Linked DNA regions of Drosophila melanogaster: all the other regions are linked to region 3. Evidence: chromatin contacts called from public Hi-C and HiChIP or PLAC-seq data. All regions are on one chromosome and are shown on one strand. The core of a region is the stretch at or near the end of the contact, and the rest is flanking DNA. Distances in the headings are between cores, read along the strand shown. Region 1 holds the start of CG14635. Region 2 holds the start of Sec22 (Secretory 22). Region 3 holds the start of Lztr1 (Leucine zipper like transcription regulator 1).

Region 1 (4,169 bases), core at 769-3,268, 83 kb before region 3:
AATTAATTTCGCGAAGTGTGTGTCTGCCGCTTGAGTTGGTTACAAATTTTAGGTTGGCGGGCCAGTTTTGTTGTTAGTCACAGCTGTGAGTGGCCCCTGCTCGACGAACACCCCCCCTTAGCTACAGTTTCTCCATCCCTGTATAGAACATCATTGTCATGAAAATCTGGGGACCCTCCACCTTTAAGCTGTCCTCTAATGTGGGGGCTCTGTGCAGGATAGACTGGATCCCCTAACCATCGTTTTAATTTTGCCACCCAAGCGATAAGGATTAGAAGCGGGGGATGGGAGTCATTTAATGGCTTACCTTATCTTCGGCTTCCTCGGCGCGTTCTTCCGCTTCAATGACTCGCTGTTCGAGCTCCGTTAGCTGCAAGTAGAAAGAAAGAGACTTGGTTAAAACACGCATATATCCTTAATAACAGGATCTAAACATGACTAAGCATTAACAATTGTGGGATAATATTGATGTCTTATTCTGCAGCTTTAGTTTGTTATATATAATTACATTTTTATATTTGTAATTTATACATCGTTTCGTCAGATTTTCAGGAGTTCTTACCAGGTGGGTGCCCCTGCCCCTGCCTTTATATATATCTAAATTTTTCTTCCGACAACTATTAAAATCTAACTAATATTGTAAAAGGTTTGAAAAAATATACTTAATTAAATATAAATACTTTTGTAGATCTGTATGTAAAATATTACGTGGCGCCATCTATATCTGAAGGCGTGTTAATTCTGAAAATTGCCCAAGTAAAAGGTATCTGATAGTCAGGGCATTTGACCACAACGTTTCTTCATGGTTTTATTTCATAAGCCACAGAATACTTAATTAACTTTATTAGTTGGGAATTGGTTATACTTCCAAAAAATTATTCTTAAGCCTCTTAGTTTTCAATGGATCTGTAAAAAAATTTACAGTGTAATTTCAAATTCGATTCTACAACCCGATGTAAACATTTATCTGATACACCCTCTAACAAATTATTCAACTTAGTGCAGACACAAACCCTGATAAGAAGAAGTTCCCAGTATTTTCCGGTGTGGTGAATTCCGTTTGAGCTCTTAAAAAATGGTTATTTTGCGGTCCTTATGCTTTTGGGGTTTTTCAGCATGGGAGGTTTTTCATTGGGAATCATCTACCCAGCCACCCAAAGGATGGTCTATCCATCAATGAATCAATCATGGGAAATGACACACAATTTGCAGCTAATAGTAATAATGCTCTCTAGCTAATACAATTCATGTCGCTGGGATCTGCTTCTTTGCACCTGGTATTACGATAATTTTGGAAAACGGGGCTAATTTCGCCCTTGGTCGCTTGCTTCGCGCGTTCTGAACTCAATGGATTGCCATTTAAGAAAGGTGAAAAGCCGGCCGCGGAAATAGCCCTCGAGGAATTCCCGTCCAATTAATCACCAAAGTGGCCTACGGAACCCAAGAGTCCAAAGGGAGGAAGGGCGTAGAGGAAGATGGTTAAACGTCGCTAAGGGGTCCACTTGAAGCGCGCAAGAGATCGACTGCCGTCTATTTTGAATGTCTTAAGTGCATTAATTTCCGCTTTTTATGCCATTCAAGTGGCCACTCAGTTAAGGGGGCGGACGGGGGTGTGGAGCCCATTGATTGATGGACGTCAAATTGCTGTGCGAAATATGAAGAAGCCTCCTCTACCGATGATGAATGGCGGAGCGGAAGTGGCAGGAAACGTCAGCTTGACTTGATGGTAAGCTTTCATACATCTCTTCAGTCTGAGTTAACCTTTGCTAAGCTGTTTGAGGAGTATACTCGTACTCCTCTACTCAAAGGAGAATCTAACTGCATATCCAATCAAATGTGAAGTACAAGTACCGTCTAAAATTTCCAACATTGTTAGGAAGTGTTTTTATTTGTTCGCTTGGTCGCTTGGTAATGACTAAGTCTACTTAGTGTACTAATTGGCTGAGCCATTCCCTTTGCCAAAAACAGCTGCATAGCTGCACGATTATAAATAGGGTGGAACCACCGACAAACTCGCCCAGAAGCAACAAATATGTGCTCTAGTTTAAGCGACTTGTTTGCCTGTATCAGGGCCCAGGGAAATTCCGACACGGATTCCACCAGCACCACCCATCGGCGGAATATCGCTGACCTGGACGATGAGGCGCCCGATCTGCAGCTCCAACAGGAGCAGACCCGCAAGTGGAACGATCTTTCTATGCCACAGCGACACGATTCGTTTCCAGTTCCTCCTCCTTCAGCTGGATCTCCATCAACGGGCTACCTTCGTCCCTCATTGCGGTCAGCACGGGTCTCCTACGAAGCCTTGGAGCGCTACGATCGAATTTTTGGCAGATCTTTCCAAGACGCCGGGTCATCTGGTTCAGTTCGAAATATTCCCGACCAGTTCTAGGCGGAAATTGTTTGGGATTTCGGCATTGACATTAAACATGTGATCCCGCATATTCCGCTAAAAGTCGAACACAATAAATACATTTTACACATTTTCCTGACTTGACTATATGGACAATTTACTTGCATGCGATGGCTGGCTGGTGTTCGGCGCTGCGACGAAACTTGGCCAAACCATTGGATTAAACATAAAGCTGAAAAGGCAGAAAGTTCGGTTCGACTTGCGTGCGTGAAAGATTGCGAAGGTTTTACCGGATTTGGCCGTCCTCATCCGTACACCTGTTTAATCAGGGGCGTTCTGGCCTGCCAATTGGCGACTTAATTGGAAGGAAATGAAGCGGCGGCCTAAAGCAGAAAACATTTGGCATTAATTGCTGGTGGTGTGCCAAGGGGGGTTGGGGAGGGGGTCCACTTTCCTTCAGACACTTCAGACTTAAACACACAAGTTTTACAAATGTGGCACGCAGTCGCAACAAGAACGGAAACGGAAAATGTTATTTCGCAGCCACGAATGCAATTCCAGCAAACAAATGGCTCACAATGGGTGAAGTAAACCCCCGAAGCCACTACTGCCAAAGGAGGTGACTTTGCCCATTAGTCGGTTTAGGTGTCGTTTGCCGCTCTGCTGAAAGTTTCCAGCGAATGTCGCACTAAAAGTTGTCTTTCTCGCGATTGCGATACAGATGTGAATATATAGGAGGTCTTAAAGGGTGGGTGGACAATGCTGCAAGGAGCATGGAAGCAGATCTTGATGGGCTGCAGTAGCTGTGTCTTATCCGACTCGGAATTGCTTTGGAAGAAACGAGTTCACACTGACTGTATGCTACGACCGGAAGAAGAGCCCAATTGATAGGTCAACAATGAAACAGTGCAACTGCAAACTTGCTTTAGAAACGTATTACTCTGTGGTCTGCGCGTCGTATACGTAATGCGACCTACCGCCCCACAAAACGAAATAAAACATTTTAACAGTTTACAAACAATATTTTCATATTTATACTCATTTCCATCAGTACTCGTAGAGTAAATAAGTCAATAACAAACTTTAATACAGACTATAAGGTATCCGATAGTTGGCACACGACTACGAGTAGTTTCTATTGTTTGGAAAACTGTGCCTGGTTCTTTGGTGCTCCCAATCGAATCCAAACATTTACCATATGTGCGTGCATATACATTTTTAAACTTTTGCACACATAACATGATACACTCAAGTAATCCTATCCCATTTGAAGCTAACGTACACAGCCTTTGTCAGATTCGTTTAACCCTCTCCTGTCCATCGATGACCTGTAGATTGGTTAGGTTATTACGCCCATTTTTATTGGCTTTCAATTCGGATGCCAGTTGTCTCCTCATTTGGTTTGTGTTTTGATTGCAAAAAGTTAATTAAAATTTTGTTGTAATTGAATTTTATTGCATTGTTTGTTTGCATTTTGTTTTGTTCAGTTTTTTTTTTTTTGCTTTGTGCGGAGCTTTGTTTGAGTTTGTCGAGTTTTTCTATTTTTTGCCGTCTGTTTTGTTGTCTGGCCATTATGCCATTTGTTGTCATTTGGTTTTTGCCTTTGGTCTTAATTGGATTATGGCAAAAAGAGTTTTAATTAAACCAAATGAAGCGGAGTGCGGAATGCCAGTGAGTGGCAAGCTTTTTTTGAATCAGATGATGGTTTCCGGCAGCCTGGGATCATCATAACCATCGACGAAGCCTTCGAAGCTATCATCGCACTCCTGGTCGGCAGCCAATGGATTGCGGATGAGTTCAAAGGTCAGTGGCGGCA
Region 2 (3,955 bases), core at 499-2,998, 120 kb before region 3:
GGACAAATCATCTCCTCCAGCCCCTCCGACTCCGTTGGCAGACGGAACAGCACTATCAGCTTGTCCACCGGCAAGCGGAGTAAACACGGCAGCCAGACGCACAGGCACAAAGGCTGGGAGCCGCACTGTAATGGGAGTGCCGGAGGGCGGAACAGCCGGTGACGGGATTGCAACGGAGACTGGTATGGGTGTGGGTCGTGGCGGAGGAGGTGGTGGTGGTGGCAGTGGAGGCGGAGGAGGTCTACGTGTGCTGGCATCCGCTGGCGACGCAGTCGTTGTTGTGGCCGATTCCTCCTCGACCTCCTTCCAGGCCTCCAGCAGGGTCAGCAGCTCATCCTTGCTCATGTGGCCGAGACCAACGGGGCTGTAGGGCCACTCGCCCACTCCGAGTCCACTACCAACACTATTCCAGCCTAAAGAGGGCACTTGTTCCACTTGCTCTACGTGACCCAGCGGAGTCTCGAACAGGCTCCTTTGGGGACGTGTGAGGAGCAGCTGCTGACCAGCCAGCCCATTGCACAGGATCTGCATGAGGAGACCCAGGAGCGTCGCACGAACTGACCCGGCCATGACTGACTTTGTATTGTGGAGCCTCTAGGTGGAGCAGTGGCTTATATATACATACCTGCTTTCAACGGAACGAGGAAGGAGGCCAAGCCGAGCAAAACGGAAGCGCACGCATTCCGCTGCGGGTGATCCGATCACACGATGAGAAAATAGGTTGACCGCAGTCCTCGATGGGCTCAGAGTTAATTGAAATGCATTCGATTTAAGATCACAGTACAAGCATTTTAAATAATGTCATAAGCTTTCCCGCTTTGATCACAAACTTGTGTATATCTTAGCATTCTTCGGTATGAGCAGAAATGGGAATGGTTATTCGCATTCGCTTGCAGGGCTTCAATTCATAATATACATAGATGAATAAGTCGCATTCGATATGAATTATTTTCCCAGTGCAAAGATTTTTCCGGTGGTCGCTTGAAACGCACATTCGCACGCAGCTCCATCGCCAAGTACCACAGGTAGTCCATATAGTTGGGTCCCTGCCTCAAGTCCAAGTCCGGTTTCGCGGGCGAACCACTTTTCCTTCTGGGGATGGATGTGGATGTCCATGCAGAGGATGGTCTTCGCGGGCGAACCGGTTGGGCTTGGTCATCGACTTTTGGGGGGTCCAACCCACTTCCGGCATCTGCGCCAGCGGATTTGAGTCTGCGAAAGCGGCGCGACGTGCCAGGGATTTCGATTTATGTTGGTTAATAATTTAAATAAATATTTATTTATATTTAAATATTTGAAATAATATATTCGCAACTCGATTGCCAATATAAAAAATAAAAATACCAAAGACCAATTGGTCGGATTGGGACTCAAAACAGCTATAGAACAATGCATCTGGGCGCCAGGTTCATGGGTGAATCGAAGTATTGTACTTCTATTGAACTTCTGGGGATCCTTAATCCGCATCCTGTGTACAACACACGCATACAAAAAGCAAACTCCACATTACAGCAGAGCGCAAGCTGTCAAAGCTGTAGACCTGGGAAAATAGCTTTGCGGGAAAGCCCGGAAACTCGAAAGCGCCATTTTCAGGGGCATGCTGGCTTGAAAACGAGTTGAAAGCGTATTTCCATATCGTGCATTTAAAGAAACGAAGAAACGAATGGTATAATGGACTTCCGTTAATGTGACCGTTGGCGGTCGGTACTCTGAGATACTCTGCGGTATTCGGTATGCCTCGCACCATTCGGTATATTTACACGGACATACCGGTGACGTGGTTACATTGCAACAAACATCCACAGAAACCTCCAATCCACTCCAATCCCAGACACCCGCCCGCCGCGACGTTGCAACACAGTTTTCATGGTAGCAGCGAACGTTCCCGATTCGAGGCAGAGTCCATTTGGAAGTCCCGGGCATCGCAGGAGCACTGCGGCAAGCACCGACCGATCGGCTGAGTTGTGAAATCCAAGAAGTGGAAGAGGACGACCGGACACAAACTTCACACACTGGTGACTGGACTGCAGCGGATCCACATCGGAATAAGTAGCAGCCAGTGGAAGGAGGCGACGGCAGAGTGCAGCCGTGGCCAAGAAGACTTGAGACGCAGCCCCGTAGTTCCGCGAGCAATCGTAACCAGGAACAGCAGAAGCCATGGCGCTGCTGACCATGATAGCCAGGGTCATCGATGGCCTTCCTCTGGTGGGGACCATGCAGGATGACGAGCAGGTACCCGTGTGCATCACTTTCTAATACGTTGCATTCCGTTCCGCTCCCGCAACTAAGTCGCTTTCACTTTCAGAGCGGACGCAGCATACTGGACTACCAAAACCAGGCTAAGATGCTCTTCCGCAAGCTGGGTACCCACTCCCCGGCTCGATGCAGTATCGAGACCGGACCCTACCTATTCCAGTGAGTAGCCCCAATTCGTGGCACCTTTGCCAGGGCATAGACCATTAAAATCACACCATGTACAAAGGTTTCTCGGCTCCGCGGGTAGTCAGTGACAGTTGATTTAGTTTCGGAACAAAGAGTATAGATGTAATTTGATACGAAGTTAAATTAAACGCTCACTGCTTGCGAAAGCCAGAAGATGCAATGGGCGCCCCAATTAAAATATTCCACATTTTCCCTGCAGCTACCTAATCGAGAACGACGTCTGCTACCTGGTGATGGTGGACAAGATGTACTCAAAGCGACTGGCCTTCAATTACCTGGAGGACCTGGCCCAGGAGTTCCATGCTAACTACGGCCGGCGAGTAAACTCAGTGACTCGCCCATACGCATTCATCGAGTTTGACGTGTACATACAGAAGGCGAAAAAACAGTTGACGGACCGCAGACGCAACATCAGCAACATCAACACACAGCTGCAGGATGTGCAGCGCATCATGGTGCAAAACATTGACGACGTGCTCCAACGTGGCACAGTGCTGGCGGGTAACTACTACTACTACTATCTACGCGACTATCTACGCGTGATTGTGGGATTCAACTGACGTTCACCCCGTTTTTCCTTCCAGAACTCGACACCAAGACCCAGAACCTATCGATGATGTCACAGAAGTACAAGAAGGACGCCAAGCTGCTCAACCGAAAGTCCATGTACGTGAAGGCGATGGCCTTGGGCATGATACTTCTAGTGTTCATCATGTATTTCTGGGTTCTGTAATATCAAGCAGTTCCATGGCCACTCGGAGCGGCGCGTTCTTTGTTGGAGTCAAGCGTCAAGGACGCAAGACCAAAAGACATTTAGATTACGCGTGCACCTGTACTCCACGCCACCAACCACACCATATTCATTCATATCTATGAATCATAGGCAAGCGAAAAGTGAATAGCGAAACCCCCTACCAGCATACGCATCGCTCCCGAGGATTGTTTTACTTCTAATATTAACTTACCTTTGCGTTATTTACGGTCTGGGATTCCATTAATTATTAACTCCCATTTCATTTCGCCTCGCGCTTCCGTTGCGCAGGTTTTCTAAATATTTGATTACGAATCGGGTTTAGTTTAGACGACCTTTGAGCCAAGTCGGTTGACTACGACCCAAATCTGTAAATTATGAGCGTCGATCCGTGTGTGTGTGTATAAATGTCTAGATTGTAGATGGATCGCTGCATAGCGAATCCGAATCCGGCGGAGTGCTTGATACAAGCTGCAAAAACACCGCAAAAAACAAAAGAAAAAGAAAAGATAACAAGCGAACCGAAAGAAAAGAAAAGAAGAGAAAGGGAAATAAACAATAACAGTTTTAGGCAATTTATATGTGTAAAATTAAGGCAAATAAATAAATTTATATTGTTTAATAAAGAGAAGGCAAAACTGTGTTCGATGCACTACCCAAGCCCGAAAGATAGAAACTGCATCTGATTTTTGGTTTAGTTTTAATCGATAATTTCCCTTTATATATTTTTCGATTCACTGAGTGTGATGTGATACATTCGCC
Region 3 (4,119 bases), core at 534-3,033:
ATCGCAGATGACTGCCGAGGCATGGAACACTCTACCCGAAGGCACATCCGAATTCTGTTCAGGCTGGATGACGGACCAGACCTGCGAGTCTAGATCGTAGCAGTGTAAATCGTTGGGCAGCGTTGAGTCCGCCGATCCCCCGAAGACATACAGGAACCGATCGTGATGCACCATCGTGTGGCCATATCGTCGCGAGGGCGGAGCTGAGGTAGCGCCTCGCAAGACGGGCTCATTGGAAATGCGTCGCCAAGTTCGCGTCTTGAAGTGGAACTCAAAGAGCGAGTTCGTTATCTGCAAGCCACTCTGCCCCGAAAAGACGTACATGGCGTCCCTGGCCACTGCCACGGGGAAATTGCAGCACGTGGGCGGACGATCGCCCAGCTGATCCACCTCCTCCCACTGATTTTCACCGGTGAGGTTTAGCGTCCACATGTCGTTCAGCCGAGCATTGCCATCGTAGCCCGCATAGATCCACATTTTGTTGTCATACACGGCTGCTCCGTGAGCGGATCGAGGAACCGGCTGGCGTCCGGAGAACTTCCATTCCACCCACATGGCGCTCTGGAACTTGTATTCGAACAGATCGTTCTTGTTGGTCAAGTTTGAGTTGGAGTGAATGTCGCCGGTGTAACCCCCAAAGATGAACATAGAGCTGCCGGCCACCACCGCCGAGTGGTGGTATCGCGGAGCAGGCGGAGTTCCTGTTGCACATGCGCGGCCCCATGACTTGTCCTTAACGCCGAAGCGAATCAGGTCGTTTAGCATGTTCTTGCCGTTGTCACCTCCGAATACAAACATCGCATCCTTGTAGGCCACCACTGTGTGCTTGCTTCGCCTGATTGGGAAGAAAGGGATAGGGAATATAGATATTTTCATCTATATGGCTTCACAACTCACTTGGCGCCCACGAACTCGGCGCATTCGAGCATCCTGGTCCACTGATGCGTGGCCGTGTAGGAGGTGAAGTCCACGTTCAGGGCATTGCAGCTGTAGCTACCCGGGGAAGTGGCCTTTCCGCTTCCACTGCCACTTCCACTGCTGGCATTGCTTGCCGCGTCATATGCCATACTACATCCCGATCCTCCTGGTCCGCTGCTGCAGCTGCTGCCCGGAGGATGCGAGGAGGAGGCCGCTCCACCACCGCCATTCCCTCTAGAGCTTCTCATTGAACTGGACATGGACATTCGGAGATTCGCCCGTATGTGCTGGGCGTCTAAGCAGCCGGCGGTGGAGGCGCTTTTCCTGGCCTTGTTCCGTTTGCTCGACTTGAAGGAGCTGCGCAAGAAGAAACTCTCGTGGTGCGGACTCGAATTCTGGCTGGGACTCTGCTGATTGGCAGCTGCCATACAAGCGGGGCAATAAAGGATCCCGGCAGGAGTGCTGCCACCGCTGATGTTGGCTAATCCTCTGTCCCTGTCGCGATCCCGCTCAAATCCACCTCCGCCACTAGCTCCGGTCACAAATCCGCACACCGCACTCAATCCACTGGAAATCGAACTGGAGCCCAGCCCACAGCTAGCGCGCCCGCTTCCGCTGGTACTCCTGCTCCCAGAGGCGCTTCCTCCTGCTCCACCTCCTCCGCAGCCTCCTCCGCCACCACCTCGTTCCGTGGATGCCACGCCAACGCCTCCGCTGATCGACTTTAGCATTAATTCATCACACGCCGGAAGGATCCTCCGTCGTCCTCGTTGTGGGTAATCGTGCTCCGGTTTTCACAAATTCCAGATTTTATATGCAATTGTATACATTCGCAGCTTAACTCGTAGCTGTTATCGGCTATCGATAACGCAACAGTATAGCCATGGTATTTGGTATATTTCACACTGTTCGCTATAGTTCACACACATACACTCTCGCACGGAAGATTTAACTGAACCGAACCATTATAACGGTAGAAACTGTTAACTTTACTTTTCCAATAAAGAACTTGGAATTTAACTTAAAACTAAATGTTCCTTAGCATTGCCGCGTGGCGCCCACTTGAAATGGGTTCAATGTGGGGCAGGCGTGTCTCTTTGCCCATTCTTTTTAAATTTTTAAAATTGTGTGCAGACTCACCACGTTCTGGTGGCATTAGCGGCCGACGAGAATTTCGTCGCTGACTTCGTAGTTCATTTTGTTGGCTTGCATTTAAAGACGCCATCGAACGTAGGATATTTAAGCACAAACACAATTATTACGATTTTAACCAACCGCTTAACCAGAAAACTGAACTTTTTGTGACGCTTTGCAGTTGGCGGGCGGCATGTCTTTGGTATATAATGTGTGTCAAATGAATTTGCGTCAAGTTGGCGTCGGTGAGTTAGGACGGTATTTATGGTCGGAAAATACGTGGTCACACTGTACATATAAAAAACGACGAGAAGCGGGTTTGTCTAAAATAAATTGTTGAACTAAGTTAAGGTAGAATTAGGACAATGGCCAGCGGATCCAGGACAACCATTTTGCCCCAGTCGAAGGAGGCGCTTCTGAAGTCCTATAATGCGCGCCTCAAGGACGACGTTCGCAGCATGCTGGAGAATTTTGAAGGTAAGTGCGGCTCAGTTGCTCCGAGCAATAGATTGTAATACCGTGTTCTCCTCCAGAAATACTCAAGCTGGCGCGCCGTGAGAGCCACAGCCAGATTTCGAAGACCACGCAGTGCGAACAGGATGCCCTGGAAATGCAGGTCCGCGCGGCCAACATGGGTGAGTAAATCCACTCCCTGGGAACCAGATTCGAGCCATTTCCTTCATGCATTCCGCTTTATAGTCCGTGCCGGCGAGTCTCTGATGAAGCTGGTGGCCGACCTAAAACAGTACCTAATCCTCAACGACTTTCACTCGGTCAACGAGGCCATCACAAACAATTCGCAGCTGTTCAGGAACACACAGAGCGAGTGCGACAAGAAGCTGATGAAACTTAGGGACGAAATGGCCATGGACTTGTACGACCTGGAGGAGGAGTACTACACCAGCATTTTTAAGTAGCGCTAGGAGGGGAAGGGGTTCACCTTATTTGTGATGAACTGGCTTTGGCCGAACTGTAGAATTTAATAAGAAATCATTACCACATTCACTTGTAAATTTTGTTTAGCAAACAGCTAGTCGCGTCGCACTCACAAGACCTGCTCCTGTTCCGCCTCCGAGGACAAGGAGCGACTGTCCGGAGAGGCCGCGCTCAGGCTGTCAACTAGGTCGCCCGTGTAAAAGAGCACCGCCTTCGGGACGATTTGGGTGCGTAGCAGGAAGCCCACTTCGAAATCGTTGCCAAGGATCAGCTTGGTCTTTTCATCCGCGAGCGACAGGTCCAAGGCCTGCGGCGGAGCAAAGAAGCGAAAGAAGGACTCCCGAGGCATGACCTTGGTGACTCGGTGTGCTCTGTTCCTTCGCCTGCTTTCCACCGTTTGGAGAGTGAGATTGGAGCCATCGCGCCAGTGGATGTGGCAGCCTTCGCAACGAACTATTTCGGGCCCTTCGAACAGAAAGGGATACTCCGGGTCCGCCGAGTGCTGCAGAAAGTAGCGCTTCGTGAGCAGCAGCGAGGAATCGTGCAGGAAGCTATTGGGCCGAAACTGAAAGATGACCATGTAGCTGTCCTGGTCGTAAGCCAGGCGCACATCCATTAGGCTCTCCAGAAGCGGCTCGTCGTGATCCTGGACCAACTCCGAGAGCAGGGGCACGTTCTGGAAAACTGTCAGCCAAAAGCGTGGAACACCCAGCGTAGTCGGCGAAACCGGAGCCAGTTTTTGCCTCAGCTGTCGCAGCTCCTCGTTGTTCCCGAAGTCCAGGTACAGAGCATCCTGCGGGTCCTCGGGCCAGGTCTTCTCCGTTTGGATCGGTGGCTCCACCGAACCCTCCAAAATATCCCGCCTCGCATCGAAGAGCGCGCAGCTCTGGCCGTAGAAACGTCGCTCCAGCTCGTAGACTTCCCGGAAGAACTGCTCCGAAATGCGTACCTGTTGCAGCTGATTGTGCCGCAGTGCCCGTATGCGGTTCTGCACGGGCTCCGCCAGCTGGCCGATCATGTGCCGCAGAAAGGCCTTCCGGCTGCGGGCGGGAAGGTCCGCCGGACTCAAAGCCGGCTCTGTGGACTCCTGGGTATATGTGCCCAGGGAGCGCAAGGACCCGCTGATGCCGT

What was found. Hi-C and Micro-C count contacts between places; a contact is called where the count stands out from the background. HiChIP or PLAC-seq counts read pairs in DNA pulled down with a chosen protein or histone mark.
Region 1: a contact with region 3 is called in a Hi-C map of the Kc167 cell line, with 4 times the contacts expected there. The contact joins the promoter of CG14635 here to the promoter of Lztr1 in region 3. A contact is called at or near these places in 15 of 107 Hi-C or Micro-C datasets (the Clone 8 cell line, the Kc167 cell line, the OSC cell line and 9 more).
Region 2: a contact with region 3 is called in an H3K27ac HiChIP or PLAC-seq map of the Kc167 cell line, with 6 times the contacts expected there. The contact joins the promoter of Sec22 here to the promoter of Lztr1 in region 3. A contact is called at or near these places in 59 of 107 Hi-C or Micro-C datasets (the D17-c3 cell line, the Kc167 cell line, the ML-DmBG3-c2 cell line and 19 more) and 3 of 6 datasets of contacts at active chromatin or transcription factors (the Kc167 cell line and the S2 cell line).

Annotation. Positions count from the first base shown.
Region 1 is chrX:842,805-846,973 of dm6, forward strand. CG14635 reads left to right here and starts at 2,019. Exons shown (of 1, transcript NM_130508.2): 1 at 2,019-2,493. The coding sequence starts at 2,033. The coding sequence ends at 2,392. It overlaps CG43867, which reads right to left. Exons shown (of 13, transcript NM_001272180.1): 4 at 308-370. It overlaps CG3713, which reads right to left. Exons shown (of 1, transcript NM_144244.3): 1 at 3,367-4,169. The coding sequence ends at 4,048.
Region 2 is chrX:804,328-808,282 of dm6, forward strand. Sec22 (Secretory 22) reads left to right here and starts at 1,749. Exons shown (of 4, transcript NM_130507.3): 1 at 1,749-2,232; 2 at 2,306-2,415; 3 at 2,642-2,943; 4 at 3,027-3,873. The coding sequence starts at 2,158. The coding sequence ends at 3,175. It overlaps CG13358, which reads right to left and starts at 594. Exons shown (of 2, transcript NM_130506.3): 1 at 1-594. The coding sequence starts at 570. CG43867 reads right to left here. Exons shown (of 13, transcript NM_001272180.1): 13 at 3,890-3,955.
Region 3 is chrX:925,799-929,917 of dm6, forward strand. Lztr1 (Leucine zipper like transcription regulator 1) reads right to left here and starts at 1,784. Exons shown (of 6, transcript NM_130513.4): 1 at 898-1,784; 2 at 1-835. The coding sequence starts at 1,649. CG43867 reads right to left here and starts at 2,177. Exons shown (of 13, transcript NM_001272180.1): 1 at 2,059-2,177. MED22 (Mediator complex subunit 22) reads left to right here and starts at 2,341. Exons shown (of 3, transcript NM_130514.5): 1 at 2,341-2,529; 2 at 2,586-2,687; 3 at 2,752-3,062. The coding sequence starts at 2,418. The coding sequence ends at 2,969. It overlaps CG3708, which reads right to left. Exons shown (of 1, transcript NM_130515.3): 1 at 3,000-4,119. The coding sequence ends at 3,098.